Linked DNA regions of Bombyx mori: region 2 is linked to region 1. A link is a contact called in public Hi-C data. All regions are on one chromosome and are shown on one strand. Each heading gives the region's core, a stretch centred on a gene start, on an enhancer-like site or on the middle of the called end of the contact. The rest is flanking DNA. Distances are from core to core; before and after follow the strand shown. Region 1 has its middle 64 kb from the start of LOC134199757. Region 2 holds the start of myc (c-myc).

Region 1 (5,665 bases), core at 1,681-4,180:
TGTTTAAACTTTATCTAATTTAACTTTTTTGTATTCATGTCTATGATAATAAAATCCTTTTGTTTAAACTTTATCTAATTTAACTTTATTTAACCAATTTCTAGAAAGTTGCATGTAGATCATTTTTCGAAAAATAAGGCCATAAAGAAGTTTCACTTCTTACGTGTGTACACTAGTACACGCACACATTTTTTTTTTAAATAATGCGTATAAGATACATTAAATCAATAAAGAAAACATTACACACACTACATACCATGTATTTGACGCACACACGCATGCATACTATTTATTGTCAAACTTTTGTTCCTGACGTCTGTTGTCAAATTGAGTATAGATTAAATATTGTTTGCCTTTGTTAATATTTTTTGTAGGCTTGGCGACATTTGTGATTATCTATATATATAAAAGAAAGTCGTGTTAGTTACACTATTTATAACTCAAGAACGGCTGAACCGATTTGGCTGAAAATTTGTGGGGAGGTAGCTTAGAACCAGGAGAAGGACATTGAATACTTTTTATCACGTTCCCGTGGGACGTGACATAAAACGTGGTGTAACAATACGCAACTGATATGGAATAACAAAACGCAACTGACAGCTAAGCATAATGTAGTCTATGGTGAATTATTGTACAATTTTGAAGTTGACCGGTTGATGTGTTTGTTTCGAGTTTCTATTATAATATTGTGCCGAGATAGGTAATCATTAAAAAAGCCATGTCGCGACTAACACGAACAAATCCTTCCCGACGAAGCCGCAATGCAACTAGGATTCGAAACGTTGCGGCTGAAAGGACTGAAGAAGAACAAAAAAATGTAATAATAATAATAACAACTAAAATACATGGCCAATAAAGTATCATTAAAATACTTGCGGTTTTAATTTACATTAAAATTTATCTTGATAAACTCAAAAGTCTGCCCATTTATTGCCTCTAAGGCGGAACAAAGTTCGCCGGGTCACCTAGTAGAAGTATAAAATACAATCATAATAGTGTACAAACTTACAATGCCAATTAATTTTTATAAAACCGCCAATTACTCATATATTTAATTTACAATTTGGTCACAAAGATAGGGAGCTCTTTAGTTTATCGTGTTTCGCCGAAAATGGATAGCGTTACATCATACAACTGCAAAACATCGATTCATGATTCTATGAATACTTTGCAGGAAAACATGTTTTTAGTTAAACTTATTCGTACGAGTACCCGTCGAAATCCATACACATTTTATATTCAAAACTGTTATTCTATTAAACTTAAACTATAATTCTTTACTGGTGGTAAGACCTTTTATGAGTCCGCACGGGTAGGTACCACCACCCCGCCTATTTCTGCCGTGAAGCAGTAATGCGTTTCGGTTCGAAGGGTGGGGCAGCCGTTGTAACTATACTTGAGACCTTAGAACTTATATCTCAAGGTGGGTGGCGCATTTACGTTCTAGATGTCTATGGGCTCCAGTAACCACTTAACAACAGGTGGGCTGTGAGCTCGTCCACCCATCTAAGCCAATAAAAAAAAAAAAAAAACTGTTACTAGTCACAAACTAATTGACCTAATTTACTAATTGCGACATTTAAAGAAATCGGTACCGCATTATCGAACTATGATTGTTAACAAAGGTATTTACTAGTGCTAAGGTAGTAATGGTGGACGTCTTTTGTGCCGGCACGGGTAGGTACCACCACCCTGCCTATTTCTGCCGTGAAGCACTAACGCGTTTCGGTTTGAAGGGTGGGGCAGCCGTTTTACTGTAAAAACTGAGACCTAAGAACTCATATCTCAAGGTAGATGGCGGCACATCAATTGTAGACGCCTATGGGCTCCGGTAACCACTTAACACCAGGTGGATCGTGAGCTCGTCCACCGACCTGAGCAATATATATATTCGTTATATGCCTGTAAGTTCTCTCAGTTACGGAATAAATTTAAAATTTTTTCATTGCCATTAAAATAGCCAAGTAACCAAGACCACTGGTGATCGGGCGTAGATTCTACCACGCTTCCTATTACGAAGAAGTTGTAAGAGGGATAGCCAGCGAGGAGGAAGAGGGATGCAATTCATTCGACTCGATCAACCGGTTGGTTGGCACTCTATTTACGTTGTGAAAACGTAAATAGCACTCTAAATGGCACCCTATTTACGTTGTGAAAACGTAAATAGAGTGCACAATTCTGTAAACATTCAACACAGAGCGACAAAGAGATCGTCCATTGAAGAAAAAAAAATTTTTTTTTTATTGCTTAGACGCGTGAACTAGCTCACAGCCCACCTGGTGTTAAGTGGTTACTGAAGCCCATAGACATCTACAACGTAAATGCGCCACACACCTTGAGATATAAGTTTTAAGGTATCAGTATAGTCACAACGGCGGCCCCACCCTTCAAACCGAAACGCATTACTGCTTCACGGCAGAAATAAGCGGGGTGGTACACGTGCGGACTCACAAGAGGTCCTACCACCAGTAAAGTAAGTAAAGCATTATAAGCGCGCCACGTATATTATCGCCAAATATAACAATTAGGTACAGCATAATAATAGCACAGTGTATTTACAGAGATCTTTTTTTTCCACGTATCAACCGGCTTTGGAATGAGCTCCCCTCCACGGTGTTTCCGTCCTTCTTCAAACGAGGCTTCTGGAGAGAACTTTACGGTAGGCAGCAAGTTGGCACTGCCCCTGGAATTGCGTCTGCCGTCTACGGCGACGGTATGCCCTCATCATTAGGTAGGCTGTATGCCCGTCTGCCCGTCTGCCTACAAGGGCAATAAAAAAATAATAAAAAAGATTTCGAAAATAATAAAGAAGATTAAAATTCAAGCGGATAATCAGCGCGACCGCGTTGCAAACAAACGTAGCTGCATACATTCGGTTTGTATATTAGAGGATAGTGATGCGTAACGATGATGACATGTGCATTGCATGTGTGCCAGTCGAAACGCTGCCTTCCTGATGTTGCGTTATAGCGTTATCAACTCGCTGATAACGATTCATTTTAATTCCAGTCTATATTAAATCAGTAGGTCAAATTGCTAAAATTTTGCAGATTTATTTTTATGTAACCGCTGATCGCTTCGAGGGCCCCTTCTAGTTTCGTCTTTAGTTTTGACTTATTCTGTAATGAACATAAGGTTTTTATAATAGGCACGTGAAGATGCTAGAAGCATACTAACAGTTTCAATTTCAAACCAAATAGAAAATTCGGAGATGATCTTTCCTCTTCTTCTCGACCCTCAGACGGGCATAAACCTCCCCCAAGCCTCGCTAAAACGGCTGGTCCCGCTCTGCTTGTATCTAGCGGATTCCCGCGACCTTCAACAGTGATTATCGAAGTAAATTTAACACAGCGAATTTTTCTATTTCATTCTTTCATCAGCCGTCATCTCAACACCCACTCCTCTGTCTCTCATATCGTCATTCACACACTCCATCCATGTCTTCTTCGGTCAATCTCTTCCCCCTTTACCTTGCACTACCATTTTCATACATCTCCTAGTCACATGCATCTCCTCTCTACGCATCACATGTCCATACCACGCTAACCGTTCGAATTATCTTTTGTAAACACGAAAAACAAATGCTTAGTAACTTTATGAAGGGATCACGATTTATTTACTGATATAGAACTTTACTGTGTACAGTACGTTTTACTATTACAAGGAATCTCGATAAGGCTCGCGGCGCCGTGGTTGGCGCCATCGCACTCCTGATAACATTCCTGTCCGCTAATCCTTCACTAATTCGACACATGAGCGAAGGGCCATCACTTTATTATTAGGATGAATAGTTCCGAGGACATTTCAAACTACCCAAAAGCGTCAATGTTGTTCAAGTCACTAAACTTTTAATATCCGTCCATGTTAGGATCGCAGTGAAGATAGTCTATCCAGCTTTGAAACGATTTGAAGGGTGAAACATGCCCAGGTCGGTGGTAATGATCACGCTGTGTTTCTATGGCCAATCACTTAACACCAAATGGACCGTGAGCTCAATCACCCGTATAACCTGCAAATAAAGGCTGGCAACATAAAAATAATTATTACAAAATCTTTGAAAAGACGACCACTTTTTTGCAGCATCCGATTTAAATGAAACCAATATTATACCTATATACTGCTCCAAAATAATCTTATATTAATAAGAATAATATAATAAAATATCGTAAATACGAAAATAACTTTGTATAAACGGATCCTCAGGGTGGCGGCGACAATTGAGACAATTTACATCCACACGAAATAATATATTCTCTTTAGTACACGTTATGGTGGGTAGAATACGAATGCCCCAGAGATATGCTAAACGCCGGTATTTATACAATCGTCTTGACCTATTTTAATACAAACTGAGTAGGTAATATTAAACATTGTTCATCTTAATTATTCTGCTGATTATTTACGTACAATTACTATTTAATAATATCGAATTATGTAACATAAATAACATTAAGGCTTATTGCGCCGGAAGCTGTCAAGCGGAAGGCGCCCATAAAATATTATAAGTATAAAGAAATATGAATGAACTATTTACTTGATTATGAAATTACTAATTATATTATAAGAATAATAAGTTCTATATATTTCCTAATTTCGTAAATAATTTATAATGTGAGGCTGGAAGTGTTGCTCGATAACATTCGGCCATCCTGTGTATGCCGTGTCCCACCGGCGATCAGCGCTGCTATTGGCGCCTGGTTTGTCGCTGGTGTATGGCACCTGAAATTGACATGTTTAAGCAGTAATTATATCTTGTATTATCTAATTCATACGACTTATTTATCTTAGATCACACACCTTTTATTTAATGCACATAGATTGTGCATCACACACCTTTTATTTAATGCACATAGATTGTGCATCACACACCTTTTATTTAATGCACATAGATTGTGCATCACACACCTTTTATTTAATGCACATAGAACAGCTTTTATTCGTTGTACATCACACAGCTTTTATTCGTTGTACATCACACAGCTTTTATTCGTTGTACATCACACAGCTTTTATTCGTTGTACATCACACAGATTTTATTCGTTGTACATCACACAGATTTTATTCGTTGTACATCACACAGATTTTATTCGTTGTACATCACACAGATTTTATTCGTTGTACATCACACAGATTTTATTCGTTGTACATCACACAGATTTTATTCGTTGTACATCACACAGATTTTATTCGTTGTACATCACACAGATTTTATTCGTTGTACATCACACAGATTTTATTCGTTGTACATCACACAGATTTTATTCGTTGTACATCACACAGATTTTATTCGTTGTACATCACACAGATTTTATTCGTTGTACATCACACAGATTTTATTCGTTGTACATCACACAGATTTTATTCGTTGTACATCACACAGATTTTATTCGTTGTACATCACACAGATTTTATTCGTTGTACATCACACAGATTTTATTCGTTGTACATCACACAGATTTTATTCGTTGTACATCACACAGATTTTATTCGTTGTACATCACACAGATTTTATTCGTTGTACATCACACAGATTTTATTCGTTGTACATCACACAGATTTTATTCGTTGTACATCACACAGATTTTATTCGTTGTACATCACACAGATTTTATTTGTTGTATATAACAGCTTTTATTTGTTGTATATAACACAGCTTTTATTTGTT
Region 2 (5,973 bases), core at 2,328-4,827, 66 kb before region 1:
TTCAGGAAAGAATAAAAACAACTTCAATGTCTTCTGTTCGGCGTGCCAAAGTTCTGTAGATTTGCGCAGTACGAATTCTTACGTACCGATAAAGAGATAAAGTGTTTTTTGCGTCGCGAGTAGATTTATACCTGATTAATATGAACCGATGGAAATATGGTACGGAAAAATAATGAAAACTGTATGTATATAAGACAAACATATTAGTTAAACAAGCAAGACGCCCGTCAATCGGTTTTGACAAACGGGCACGAAGAGGCCCTAATACAAATTTATTTGAAATTCAAATTATCGCGACACCACTTCACGAATTTATTCAAATGGTTATTCTCAAATTTACTTACAATGTCATGGACGTTTTAATAGCAACTCTTTTTTATTTTATTTGTACGTAATCTAAATGTTACACTTTTACTGACCTGATTCACCGGAGTCAGACGGTGTCTGCACTCCGAGGTAATCCCGGTGTTGTCTCGCCAAAGTGTACGAATGATCGGCGGCTACGGCCGCTGAATCTCTGAGCAAACGAAGAGCTGTTCCAGCGACGTCGACCGCGTGACGGAACTGAGGTGGTTCATCGCCGTCTAACGAGGGTGGTGTGTCAGGTCTCGACGGTGATATGTCTCTTCTGAGCAAACTCTGTCCGGGCGTGGCCGGTATATGGTCTGAGGGTACGAAATTATTGCTCGGATGTACAGAATCTACACACGAACCTGCCCACATACAGTCATGATGTACGATGTTGTCTTTGTGTGGATCTTCGTGCGTCTCTTCTATCCTCCAGTCTTCGTCGCTGTCTTGTAGATGATCCGACAGATTCGCAGGCGGAACGAGGTCGAGTCTCTCTGCTTCATATTGTACTTGAGTCCAGAACTCTGATGTTTGGGTCAATCTCATGGACTCTTCGTCCAGAGATTCCCATATGTCGAAGTGCAGCAGTTGGGAGTCTAGCGGCGGCGACATTTTGTTAATCTTCTAAATACTTAACTATATGCTAACTAGTTTTAAAGCTAAGACGAACTCGTCGATATCACAGGGCCCTCTTATCACAGGGACGATGCGCGCGATGGGTTCAACGCACACCGTCTGAAACAATAAAAAAATGAACATAAATAAATTTATCAAATGCAACTGGCATTAATTTAAAAACGATACTTAAATAAAGGCGTGATATTTAATCGTATTAAAAAAAAAAAATTAAATTTTAATTAATACCTGATGAGTGTATGCCCGAAGAACTAAAAAAATCAAAAGCAAAGAGTATCTAATGTCGAAATAATTATAAAAAGTTTTTAAAATATTTAAAACTGCATTGAAAAAGTTTGCACGCAAGGGGGGTGTTGACCCCTTTTTATTTACAAACACGACGATGGTACAACTGTATCTCTGAAGTGTCCACCACGGAGCTCGGAACTAGACTGAAGTCTGGATGCGAAACCAAACTATTTAAAAGAGTGTATTAACCTTGGGCATTATCCCATTTTTACTTTAATAATTAGTCGCCCGGAGCGTCCGGGTGCTTTTCCGGAATTCAATACCTGGGGTGGGACAATACTGCTCCCGCCATTTTTTTGTAGACTCCGTCAGGTAAAGATTTTTTTCTTTTTCTTTAGAAATGTTTTTGTTTACCAGCTCAAGTTGGCGCGAAATGAATGTTTACTAATAAAACAATTGCCAGTGTTATTTTCCTGTTATCGCGTTAGCAATATGTTTGAAATTACGAGGATACGTACATGCATAATTAATTATAATTTGAGAATTATCATTAAGTGTATTTTAATCTATGGGATATAAAGTTACGTTGTCTTGTTAAAACTTGAGAAATATTTAATTTCATAATTTTTGGAAATACAGTCAAAACCGTTTACTGCGACATCGTTTAATACAACATACCGGTTATAATAACCAAGAACAAAGGTCCCGGCTGAATGCCATATGACCGCCTTATTAAAAATATTGCTTTCTACGACATTGGTAATAACGACATACCTCATAAAACGACCACATTTAACTAATATTTCGGAGAATTAGATCTGTTAGAACGACCGGCTAAGCTGTATTGTAAACAATTTGAATAGGTATCCACATTTGTCTTCAATGGCTTTTAAAATCAGGAAAGAAAACAATAGGATTTAGTTAAGTGTAGGGTCTTTTCTAATTCTTAGAAACAAAACACGTGCATGCGGTAGTCAAAGCCCACTTCTTCATATCTCTTCAGTTAGTTTGTTACTTATCTATACACAAGACGCACCAAAACTTTGTGGAGTTATTCGTGAAACTTTCAAAATCTCGCAAAGAAAAAGAAAACAAGTTAATATTGAAGAAAAATCGCGTATTATGTAAATATATTTTTCCAATAATTCCCTATCGATTTGTTTGTACTTGCACGATACACATTAAACTTCACCGGTTGTTACGACTATCGGTTTTTACGACTGAATATGAGCAGTCCCTTCGATGTCGTTATAACAGATTTTGACTGTATGTGTTTTCATAAAGTTATGCAATTTTCATACTTAATCGTAAGTTATGCAATTTTCATAATTAATCGTCGTGTCCGAGGATATTGACTTGTGTTACATTACATTTTAGTTTTTTTTTTTATAATTCTTGTTTGGTTGTTTAAATAAAATATTAAGAATATTTCAGTAACCGGACATACATAGCTACCAGGTTTTCAAATTACCTTATATTAACACAACTACACGATTTAGTTATTTTTTGCCTTTACACCATATAATATTTTCTATGTGAAACTTCAATAAGATTACTTACATTTATTATTTTGAAGTTGGTACATTTTTATTTAATATATATTTATATGTATGTTAGGTATATATTAGTAATTTTTCATTAATATCCGTTATACTTAGACAATTATTGTAAATAAATAATGCAGTCATTTATTATTTAAATTTTTAAATGAACCGAACTGATGAGAAGCGTTACACTTAAAGATATTTCTTGATAATTTATCATCGAACAATCATAAAAATGGAATGAGTGACAAGCATCTTCATAAGTAAAAAAAGATGGCATCTTTTAAAAATACCCGCCAAAGTGCAAAATTCCTAAGTTCCTATGTAATCTATGGGTTATGTAAAAAAAACTTACTAAATAAGAGAATATAATAAAACGAATCGAATAAAACGAATTTTGGCGCTGGCATTTCGCAGAAAAACCCATTATACCCATGACTCTAACTTGCCGGCAACGCCCCGCCTTGCCGTGAAATAAATATTAATTACCCACTTTTTCACTTCTACTTATTTATTAGAAATCACTGTGTAAATCATAAAGACTGAATGAATTGATTGTTAGAACACTCACCAAAAAGTTTGTGCAAAATGCGATCCGACCGCGGCCGGTGAATTACACAATTTTACACAAGATAATTCAAAATCTTCGACAAAGTTTTTTCCGTACACACTGCGTAACACTCACTGAGAATATGCGGTCGGTTATACAGCGTAAATTATTAAAAACGATACTTCTTCCGAGACCTCCGATTGAGTTTGTCAAACACTGAAACATTATTCGGGAGCCGGCCGGTTCGAACGAAAGCCGCGCGTGCAATTCGGTTGATGCCGTGGACACGACTATTCTAGCGGGCCCCGTAGCGAGCGGTGGTCTGCGACTCGTGCCTCCGCGACCCGCGCCCGCTGACACGGCGTCAGTCCCCCCACTCCGCGTTCCGGCTAATTCTATGTCATTCACGAAATACACTGAAAATACGTTCTCTGTCCACACGTTTATTTAAGAATTACACTCGTATGTCCATTTACATCTTATCTCCAAAAAACTACACTGTAATAGCTTTAATTTACAGTAAAATTGCGATATGTTGATCGGCGTCTCAGGGGGAGGAGGGGTAGTTCAAAGAAGGAAATCAGCGTAGCAGCCTTTAAAGATGTGTTGGTGTATTGTCGATGTGTGCGTATTGCGAGTAGCTCGAGAAGTCGACGAAGCACCTCTAGGCAAGCGACCGAGTCGTTTGGAACGACTGAGACTCAAGCGGCTATAGTCGCACGTCGGTCGGAGTCACTTCACTTGGCCGGCGGCCTCGTTCACGGTAGATTGTGCGTGCCTATGGTTTTAGCACTGCATATATCGAAGCCAGTCGATCGACATTCCTAAAGTTAAGCTTATGGCGCGAACCAGAAATTCCTGAGCGATTTTGATGAATTGATGTACATTTTGTAGATAGCCCACACGATTGCATATATTCATTAGCTCTGAAACACTGAATGTATTTATTACAATATAAATTTGATACAAATGTTTGAAATATTTTTCTTACAAAGTTATATAGCTTTTTCGAGATTAAAACTCCGAGTCCGTGAAAACTAAAATTCAATATAATGTGACTGTAAGCTTTTGAATTTTAAAACGAGTTTAAATCCTAATGAAAACTTGGCACTTTACATATTCTTTTGATAGTACAATATCCATACCTAAGTCATACCCATTCTTACAATACCTCATTTAATGACAACTTAATTGTTGTAATATTATTTATCGGATTTAAATTTTTTATAAACAACTAGAACGGAATGTTCAAAAGTACATTCGTAATTTTTAATAAAACAAACATTTTAGCAACTACTACCCTGTACTACGCACACGTACCAAACCGGGAACAGAATAGGTACAGTAATCCTGTTTTTAACCAACCCTATATACCCGCCGCAGAGTTCAACGACCCCGCATTCCACGCATTGCATTCCCTCCAATAAAAATTTTGCGACTCTGAACTTAACGGCTTGTATAAGTATCTCGTAATTTTTAGGTACAACGCCATAAAATAAAGGAACAAATTAGTAATGTTTCTAAAAATAAATATTTTTGGTCCCTAATGGTAATGCGAAAAATTAAAATCCGTTCAATATAACCGAATATGAACAGTATCTACGTAGTCGTTTGCTTATTTTTATCTACTTAAGGTTTTATTTACTTTGATCTTCAGATAGCACTGTTTAGATTTACTAGAATGCAGATTGTTGTTTTCTAAGTATCCTCATAGATGGCGTTGACCGGCCAATGCCTGTTGTAAGTCGATATGTTTGGTTAAAAATTCACTATTATTTTTAACCAAGCTATAAATACGAGAATATGCATTTAGTATATTCACATTTGTATCGTTTATTGAAATGTATTTTGTATCTAAAAGCTACTTAAAGTCGAAATGTTAAATTCATGTCAAATCATTACAATTGTAGAAATAATTACTTCCTACTTCTATTTCAAAAAGGCCTACCCCTAAATCATCTTTGGAAACCTAATTTGAAAAAAGCATTAAGACTTATTTTTTTTATCGCGAAAGCTACATTTGAATCGGATCAATCTCTCAATACGCGTAACCCTTCAACCCTTTATTAATTTCACATTAAAATTTGTGCATCCCTTTTATTATGAAATAAATAGATACACAGGAAACTCAGAATACGTGCTTCCGAAAAAAAGGGTTGACCGAAAAAGATCGCTTTACATGTATAAAAAAAGCGTCCTATTTAATGAGCAAGCATACTACGATTTTGATCTTCATTCCTTCAACAATAAGTGTTATATTTAAGAAAAACATTATCTGACTTCATTATTTGAATTTTTTCCGTTACAAATGTCTAGGGCTGTTACGTCAATTTTCATTATGTGTCTCTTCATTATTTTGACAAGTTAACGGTTTTGACAGTCAGTGCGAGTATTAAAATGGAAGCTTGTAATCTACCGCAAACCGTGACATTGTCGATATTTTAATTACACATGAATAATATAATTATGTCATCGAATTTCGATCTGCTTACATAACAAATACTGAATAAATAACTTTGATATCTTTACGATAATGTTTTAGCTTTAAACATGTTTATCATTTGGCTCAATAATTACGTATATTTCATAATTAGAATATGACTTTTAATTTAAATCAATCATAATTATTTTGTCTATGAAACTGGAGATTGAGTTCTGAATAGT

Evidence for each region. Hi-C and Micro-C count contacts between places; a contact is called where the count stands out from the background.
Region 2: a contact with region 1 is called in a Hi-C map of midgut, with 1.5 times the contacts expected there. The contact joins the promoter of myc here to the enhancer-like site in region 1. A contact is called at or near these places in 2 of 7 Hi-C or Micro-C datasets (midgut and whole pupa).

The regions. Positions count from the first base shown.
Region 1 is chr11:18,874,001-18,879,665 of ASM3026992v2, reverse strand. No RefSeq gene overlaps it. Among protein-coding and RNA genes, the nearest start is that of LOC134199757, 64 kb to the right of the region's middle. Within about 2 kb of position 2,930, at least 3 of the 8 cell types and tissues checked have open chromatin away from gene starts, as enhancers often do.
Region 2 is chr11:18,940,500-18,946,472 of ASM3026992v2, reverse strand. myc (c-myc) reads right to left here and starts at 3,577. Exons shown (of 3, transcript NM_001257008.1): 1 at 3,331-3,577; 2 at 420-1,086. The coding sequence starts at 963.